Regions from separate parts of the Zea mays genome. Here region 1 is linked to region 2. Evidence: chromatin contacts called from public Hi-C data. All regions are on one chromosome and are shown on one strand. Each heading gives the region's core, a stretch centred on a gene start, on an enhancer-like site or on the middle of the called end of the contact. The rest is flanking DNA. Distances are from core to core; before and after follow the strand shown.

Region 1 (4,047 bases), core at 1,367-3,866, 260 kb before region 2:
TTTATTTTGATAGGTTAAAGATTTGATGGAACAAAATATGCTTGGGATTTATGACATCTTTTTTCTGACATAGTTGGGGGTATTATATTGTTTATCTGGCTATCAAAAGTGTTACCTATTCAAATGCCAAAATGTATTGCAGCATTAATTTATTTATTAACCTAAGAGAAAGAAATTTAGATGGTTATATCATGTTCTGACCACTGCTTTCATTACTTGCAGTTTGCTCATATCAATGCCTTAACAGATAATGTCATATCTACTTACTCGGGCCAGATTGAGCGAATCCAGAACAACCCAAGTTGGATGAGGAAATCTTACCATTTATTTGTAGGAATGCCTATGCATTTGGTAGTTGTTGCTTATCTTAATTTTAGCCTATGTATTTTACAACTTACATCCCATCTCTTTGCCATCTTTTGTTCAGGTTGAAGATCCTGTAGAGAGACCTGATAATGCCGCTAGAGCAGTTAGTATGAAAGGCCTTGACCTCATTGCTATTGCATTCAATGATGCTTGTCACAAGTTTAAGTCTCTGGAACATATCGATCGGAATGAATTATTGGCACTGTTGTGTACCCCTGTTGTTCGCTTGAAACTTGGTGTGAGAGTCAGAGAGAACTCTTACCCAAAATCTCCAAGGAATAATGTGCATAGCAGGATTAGAGGACAGATGTGGCGTGATCGAGGCCAAGCACCCAGCGCGAGAGGGTTTACTGGAACCAGATCAGTCCATGAAAATCCACTAGCGAACACTACAGCACATGAAACAGCAGTGCAATACCACAACCATGTGCAGCCGACAACAGTTCGGCAAACAGCCATCCGCAATCAAGTAACAAATACTGCAGTGCATCAGACCGCGCCTTACCAGAACCATACTGCTCGACAGGTGTATCCTACTTGGTCCCAGACAGCTGAACCCTACCAGAATCATAATCAGCAGGTATACGCTACTGGGTTTCAAACAGGGCCATACCAAAGCCATAATCAAGTCCATGCTTATAGAGCAGGGTTGCCACCTGGAGGAATATATGAGATCCACAATCAACAGGTGTATAATGCAGGGTTCCAAACCGACGGTCCGCACCAGAATCAGCAGCGGCGAAAGGGATACCCATCAAACCATCAGAATAACAGGCTTTCTGCGACGGCAGCGAGGTACGAGCCCGTTCGTGGACAGTTTAACAACGGATCGACATGGGACTCAAGGTCCCAAGCACCGGGCAGTGCAGCTCTGCGAAGGTAGCCGTCAGCATCTCAGGAGGATAGTAGTAACAGGCAAATCGGCTGGATTTTGACTGCTGGGCAGCTCTTCCTTGTGTAAAAAATTCTAGCACTTCTTTACTGGTGGACAACTCTTCCTTATGTAAAAATTGCTGTTAGCAGTCGGTTCGTAGTATGTGTCAATTAATTTTTTTTAAGGTGTGATTGGGTTTATTTATCGTGTCTCAGAAATTCATCGCCCTTCTCCGTATGCTCACGTATCATGTAAATAAAGTACAATAGCTGGTCCATGACACGCAGAAATATTCATCATGTAAAAAGCTGCCTCACGCCATATATGAGCTTTTAAGATTTTTTAGGAATCAATTGTTTTTTCTCTATTGGCTTAGGTCCACAAAATCCAACAGTCCAACTGTTTTTTTTTTTCACGCGGAAGTAAACAACATATCTTGAAATCTCAATTACAACCCTACTTTCATTCTGCCATACGGAGAATCTAGTAGCACAATAGCACCATGATTGATCCTGGCTGTAAGGATAAAAATCGTCCACGAAAATGATCGGTCATGACCCACCAACAACTCTCAACTAACTGAACAAGTAGCGCAACTGCAAACAAAACTACTCAAGTTTACTCTGTTTCCAGCAGGAATATCTTTTAGTTATGGAAGGAGGACCAGGATACTCGCAGGAAACATGACGGCGGCATCTGAACACACTGAACTTGAGAGCTTTCTCTTCAAACTTAGGGCTTCTTTGGATTGAACGATTATTTCCTGAATCCTGTGTCTTTCCTGCGTTTTTAAACGAAAACTTGTAAAATTCCTATCCTACTCCTGTGAAATTCTTGTGTTCTTAGGATTGCACTTCCCTTTCGGTTGAACTTCGATTGTAACTGGAGAGACAAATAAAGAGTCAAATAGAGAGTAAAAAATAAAGAGTCTCTTAAAGATGCTCTTAGACTAGAAAATCGAACTATATATGAATGAAGCTAGCAACCGACAGTTTTGTTCTAAAAAAATGTTTTAAACTTCTAAAAAAAGATTTGCATCTTGGTATATGCTGTAATTTTTGTTGCTTCTTGACTTGTCAAGGAAAAAAAAAGAGGGCCAGCATGTGATCACCTCAAGAGGAGTGGAGAAAACCCATGAACGACCAAAGGCTTCAACTGACAAGCTTTGTCAAACCGTTCTTCCATAAAAAAAAACTGTTCTCCCCTATCCTCAAAGAAACGTGTGCCGAGATGCAACCTCACGCTGACTCGGCGCATATACTCTGTATCATTGGCGCGATTTCTCGGTTTCTTCTGACACCCGACTTGGATTGTCTCGTTCGTCTTCGTCATCGTCACTCAACAACTCGTCTCATCGCGCCGCATCGTTTACCTCAAGGTTGTTTTGTTGCTTCCTTGTCCCGCTCTCACCAGCAATCCCGTCGATCACCCAGACCTCCACGGCACTGCTCCGTCTCCTCCGTTCCGTTCCGAACCGCAAGCTCCCAACCCTTCCGCGATGGACCTCACCTCGCCGTCGCCCGCGGCGCGCCGCGCCGCCGCCATCGCGCGCCACCTCGCCGCGGCCGCCGCCCCCATCCCGGCGAGCAGCCCCCTGGAACCTTCCTGCTGCCTCAGCTACGTCCCGCCGGAGTCCACGGAGCGGCCGGCGGCGTTTGCGCCGGCCGACCTCAGGCTTCTGCTGGACGGGCACGACCTGCCCACGCGGGACTGGCTCTTCCGCGCCATGGAGGAGAGCCCCCTTTTCCGCAGCCGGAGTTCGCGGACGGGATCCAGGGTGTTCGTGGCGCCGGACTTCAACGACGGCAAGGAAGGGCAGCGGGAGGCCACCATGCGGCGGATCGCGTACCTGAATCGGCGCGGCGTGTTCCGCGGGTGGCTCACCGAGGACGGCGCTGCCGCCGAGCTCCGCAAACTAGCGCTCCTCGACTGCATCGCCATCTATGACCACTCTCTCGCCATCAAGATTGGCGTCCACTTCTTCCTCTGGTAATTTTTGCTGCTAGCTATTTCCAGCGTTATTCTGGGTCCTTCGTATAACTGATTGCTTATGCTTTCTGCCTGCGGTTTAAAAGTTCCATCCGGTGTTTTCGATGCGCTAATTCTTTTGGGTGGTTTGTGTTTTCCCTAAACGGTAGACACGCCCCCAACGGGCTACAGGAAATCTTCAGGTCCTTGAGATAGACAAACCGCAATGAAACAGAAACAAAATGCACACGAAGCCTATTGCTTTGTACTCCCTATACCGAAGCATTTAAAATTTGTCTCAAGTTATAAGGTATTCTAGGTGAATTAACTCTCCCAAAGCACCAACCACATGCGGACCTGCCATTAGTGTGTACCACTAGGTTCAAAATATAGTAAGCACAAGATCTCTCTATAGTTAAGGGAGGGTTATTGGTCATTTGTTTTACTGCATAATCTGTCCTAAAATTTCTACGGTACCTTGTATTTTAGGATGGAGGGAATAATTAATAGTGATGGTGCTGGCGTTGACCAGCTGGAAGCCACGGTTTATGTCAGCACCAGGATGCCTTTCTGTATCATTCTGCTACTAGAATTTATCATCTAGCCGCACACAAGTAAATTTTGGGTGCATGGAATTGTTGCCTGGGCCAGGTAGCTTTTCTAGGGTCCAAAACAAACAGGTCTGTGTCTGAGGTTATAACAGTTTTACAGAGATTTTCAAGACCAGATGATCATTTGGGTCTTTATATTAACTTTGTTTAAAGTGAATGCTTAGCAATGATACTACAGGAATGGTCTTGACTCTTAAAGAAGCCAGCATGTTTTTGTTAGGTTTATTT
Region 2 (4,093 bases), core at 306-2,805:
CTACTACTATTTGATGTCCTAATCTAAGGTGAATGGTGCCGGTAATCTTGTAATTTTCCTTCACGTTTATATTTCTCCTATATGCTCTAGGCATATTGTGCAGTTGTAATAATGCACTGACAACTAAGGACTTGTTTGGTTAGAGGGATTAATCTTTAGTCCCAAGTTTTTAGTCTCATTTAGTCCCTATTTTGCTATACGGAAGGACTAAAATAGGGACTAATTGACTTTAGTCTCTAGTAAGGGCAAAAATTAGTCCAAATGTCCTTACCTAGAAAACTGACGTCATACACATGAAACAAGAAAAAAAAGATAGATATTTTAATCTTTATGTGTTGCATTTAATGTATTTAGTCCCTACAACCAAACAACATAAAATTTTGTACAGGATCTAAACTTTAGTTGGAACAAAACTGGGCCTAAGAGATTAATACTGAAAGAGAGCTGTTTGTCGGTCCATGCAACGAGAAAAAGGTGCAGAAGCCGTGCATCAAGACGTGTGAAAAGGGCCCATCGTTGCTATTTTTTCTTTCATATAAGAAGGTAACCATACCTGTCTTCCATGTACAACAAGACATGCCATATATTTTTTTTTTGCATATCAACAAGACATTTAGGCTTCAGGTTGGTCTGACAGAGCTCAAAGTGAAGAAATAAAAACTGAAATTACAGGATTCAGCTAAACAGTAGTTCAGAGTTCAGGGCTCGGGCTACGTCGCAACGCAAGTAATATACTCATACTTTAGAATTCAGCAGAAACACAGGCACGAAATCAGTCGGTCGCAGATCCATTCATTGCCCGTCGATGCCTCCCGGCCGGTTCCTTGGATTCACCGACACTGCAGCACGGTTGACCTCAAAAGGCCCGAGATCTGCCGGGTTTCGCGACGCATCACAAGGTGCGTGCATGGCGCAACTGCGAGCCCCCAAGCACGGGAAGGTGGTCCATGCCCGCGGCGTCGAGGAATCAGCTGTTAGAATATGCTGAAACCATTGGTGCACTCGTAGTACTTCGTCGCGCCGTCGCCGTTAGAAAAATAGAAGGAAAAAAAACCCCGGAAAAGGCCCGCGCTTCATCAGCACTTCAGCTCGGCCTCACTCTAGCTTTTGCACATGCACACAGACAGGCGACTCCGGTGCCTTGAGCTCGGGAAAGCATAGCGGCCATGGCAAACTGGACCGGAAGAAGCAAGCGCCTGCTTTTGCGTCGACGAAGGAAGAAGGAACGTGTGTGATGCGGTGACGCCTCCGGTCCGAGCTCGCAGAAAACACGCTAGTACTGTACTATTCCCGATGGCGCGAAGCCGGCGATGTCGCCTCGACGGCCCAGGTCTCGGTAGTAAACCACGCAAGAGAAAATAAAATGACAGAGAGTTGTATGTTGTAGACGGGCGAGTGCGACGAGCGGAGAACGTAATGCCAGCGCTACACCGCTGACGTGTCCGCCCCGGCTCCGGGTGAAGGTCAAAAGGGGCAAAGGGCGGGGGGAAACCGTGGGCCCTATATAGCGGGCCTTCTCGCTGGAGCTAGGAGAAATCGCCAAGCCAAGCCAAGCCAGAAGCGGCAGCCTCGCGCAGCGGTCTGGTCTCTCTGGTGGGTGCCCCTCTTCGCCGGTGGCCGGAAAGGGTAGTGGAGTGGGACCGCTCAAGGAGAGGCCGGCGTCCCCAAGTCTCACTTCCGCCGTCCGCTTCCCCCCTGGTACTTTCTCTTCTTCTATTCGCAAGCGCTTATAGCCCTGGCCCCTTGATCCTCTCCCTCCTCCGTTTCAGTTGGTCCCGATTTTGTTTAGCCTTCCTAGGCGCGTGAGATCAAAAATCCATCGGTTCCGGTTGCCGCCATAGGGTTCGGCACTCGGGGCGCGCGGGGGGAGCTTTATTTGTACCGAACTAATTCGAAGGGTTCGGTTAAGCCCCTTGCAGATCGGTTTTACTACCCATTTTTCGATTCTTTTGTTGTGTTCTGATGCGGGCTTGACGGCATCATGTTATCTGGCTTGTGATTTGCGGCAATAGGGATCGAGGGAGGAAGGAAAGGAGGTGCTTCACAATGAAGGCCCTCATTCTTGTCGGGGGTTTCGGAACCCGCCTTCGGCCTTTGACTCTGAGCTTCCCGAAACCCCTCGTGGATTTTGCAAACAAGCCCATGATTCTGCACCAGGTGAAGTTACTCTTACTCGTTATTACGCTGATACAGCATGAACATTCTAGATATGGCTACATATTTATAGTCGCTTTGGTGTGTTTTTTAACCCAATCCCACTGCTGGCGTCATGCCAGCATCCATCATCATTAGCTTTTGATGTGCCAGGAGTTAGCTTAGAAATAATTTAGCCATCCCACTATTACTTTTATCTAGAACAGTCAAAACGACCTATAATTTAGGATAGAGGGACTAGGAATTTTGCTTTGTGTCCAAGTACATATTTAAACATCAATCAAGTGTTTTTATTTTTTTTTGCATGTGTGGTGGTCGCTGGAAAGATTCAAACTTATTCATTCTGTGCAGATCGAAGCTTTGAAAGAAGTTGGGGTCACAGAGGTGGTTTTGGCTATCAACTACCGCCCAGAGGTAGAAATAACAGAGCAGTTATTGTCGCAATTGGGTCTGGCTTCTATGATCTAATTGGTGTGTTATATGTCTTCCAGGTAATGATTAATTTCTTGAAGGACTTTGAGGATAAGCTTGGCATCACAATTACATGCTCCCAAGAGACTGAGCCCTTAGGAACCGCTGGCCCTCTTGCTCTAGCAAGGGACAAGCTTGCGGATGGATCTGGCCAGCCATTCTTTGTCCTCAACAGTGATGTCATAAGCGAATACCCATTTGCTGAACTCATCAAATTTCACAAGTGTCATGGTGGTGAGGCAACAATTATGGTCACTAAGGTAAATCCTTTTTGACATTTTCTTGTGGAATCAGCCCGCATATGTGATCTGAATTTTCTTTTCATATAGGTGGATGAACCATCAAAATACGGTGTTGTGGTTATGGAGGAGGCAACTGGCAGGGTGGAAAGGTTTGTTGAGAAGCCAAAAATATTTGTGGGTAACAAGATCAATGCTGGGATTTACTTACTGAACCCATCTGTCCTTGACCGCATTGAGCTGAGGCCAACATCAATTGAGAAAGAGGTCTTCCCTCAAATTGCAGCTGATCAACAGCTCTATGCAATGGTCCTTCCAGGTTTTTGGATGGATGTTGGTCAGCCTAGGGACTACATTACTGGCTTGCGTCTTTATCTAGACTCGATTAGGAAGAAATCAGCTGCCAAGCTAGCTACTGGAGCACATGTTGTTGGCAATGTGCTGGTGCATGAGAGCGCCAAGATTGGAGAAGGTTGTCTGATTGGTCCTGATGTCGCCATTGGACCTGGGTGTGTTGTGGAGGACGGCGTGAGGCTTTCCCGCTGCACTGTCATGCGCGGCGTGCGTATCAAGAAGCATGCTTGCATCTCAAACAGCATTATCGGTTGGCACTCAACTGTTGGTCAATGGGCACGGATAGAGAATATGACTATCCTGGGGGAGGATGTTCATGTGTGTGATGAGGTGTACAGCAATGGCGGTGTTGTTCTCCCACATAAAGAGATCAAGTCAAGCATTCTGAAGCCTGAGATCGTCATGTGAGCTCTCCAGTTTTAGCTACAGTACATTCTTAACTTCTTTGACGAAGGGAGGATTGCAGATCCCCTTTTATAAACGATATTGCTTGGTATCTTCGATCTAATGCAAACAGCTTCATACTTGGTCTCTTGTTAAACTATTGACAATGTATCTTGTTTTTTGTTGAAAAGTTTAGTACTTGAGTGTCAATCATACGTATTCGCTTGCTAAAAACTATTGACAATGTATCTTGTTCTTTGTTGAAAAGTTTAGTACTTGAGTGTCAATCATATTTCAGAGTCATTGTGATATACTGAGCTTGGAGGTTTTGGACCATTGATCTGCAGAAGTTCAATACAATAGGAAGAATAAGTTAAAAAAACGTGGTCCAAAGTAACCTTCAGCAGTAATGTTTGTGTGCTAAATGCTCTTCCGGAGAATTGTGGTGATGCAAACCTTGTACCAATGAATATACTGTCAATCTGCTATCT

The links. A called contact is a pair of places that touch in the nucleus more often than the background predicts.
Region 1: a Hi-C map of leaf shows a contact between it and region 2, with 5 times the contacts expected there. The contact joins the promoter of LOC100285661 here to the promoter of LOC103651012 in region 2. A contact is called at or near these places in 2 of 25 Hi-C or Micro-C datasets (ear and leaf).

What each region holds. Positions count from the first base shown.
Region 1 is chr3:185,044,665-185,048,711 of Zm-B73-REFERENCE-NAM-5.0, reverse strand. LOC100285661 (acyl-coenzyme A oxidase 2) reads left to right here and starts at 2,616. Exons shown (of 13, transcript NM_001158552.1): 1 at 2,616-3,229. The coding sequence starts at 2,739. It overlaps LOC100383526 (Protein HESO1), which reads left to right. Exons shown (of 9, transcript NM_001176174.1): 8 at 223-330; 9 at 428-1,387. The coding sequence ends at 1,249. LOC103651016 (a long non-coding RNA gene) reads right to left here and starts at 2,450. Exons shown (of 2, transcript XR_564529.3): 1 at 2,352-2,450; 2 at 1,675-2,122.
Region 2 is chr3:184,786,874-184,790,966 of Zm-B73-REFERENCE-NAM-5.0, reverse strand. LOC103651012 (probable mannose-1-phosphate guanylyltransferase 3) reads left to right here and starts at 1,555. Exons shown (of 5, transcript NM_001319759.1): 1 at 1,555-1,698; 2 at 2,013-2,157; 3 at 2,506-2,568; 4 at 2,646-2,885; 5 at 2,955-3,810. The coding sequence starts at 2,047. The coding sequence ends at 3,626.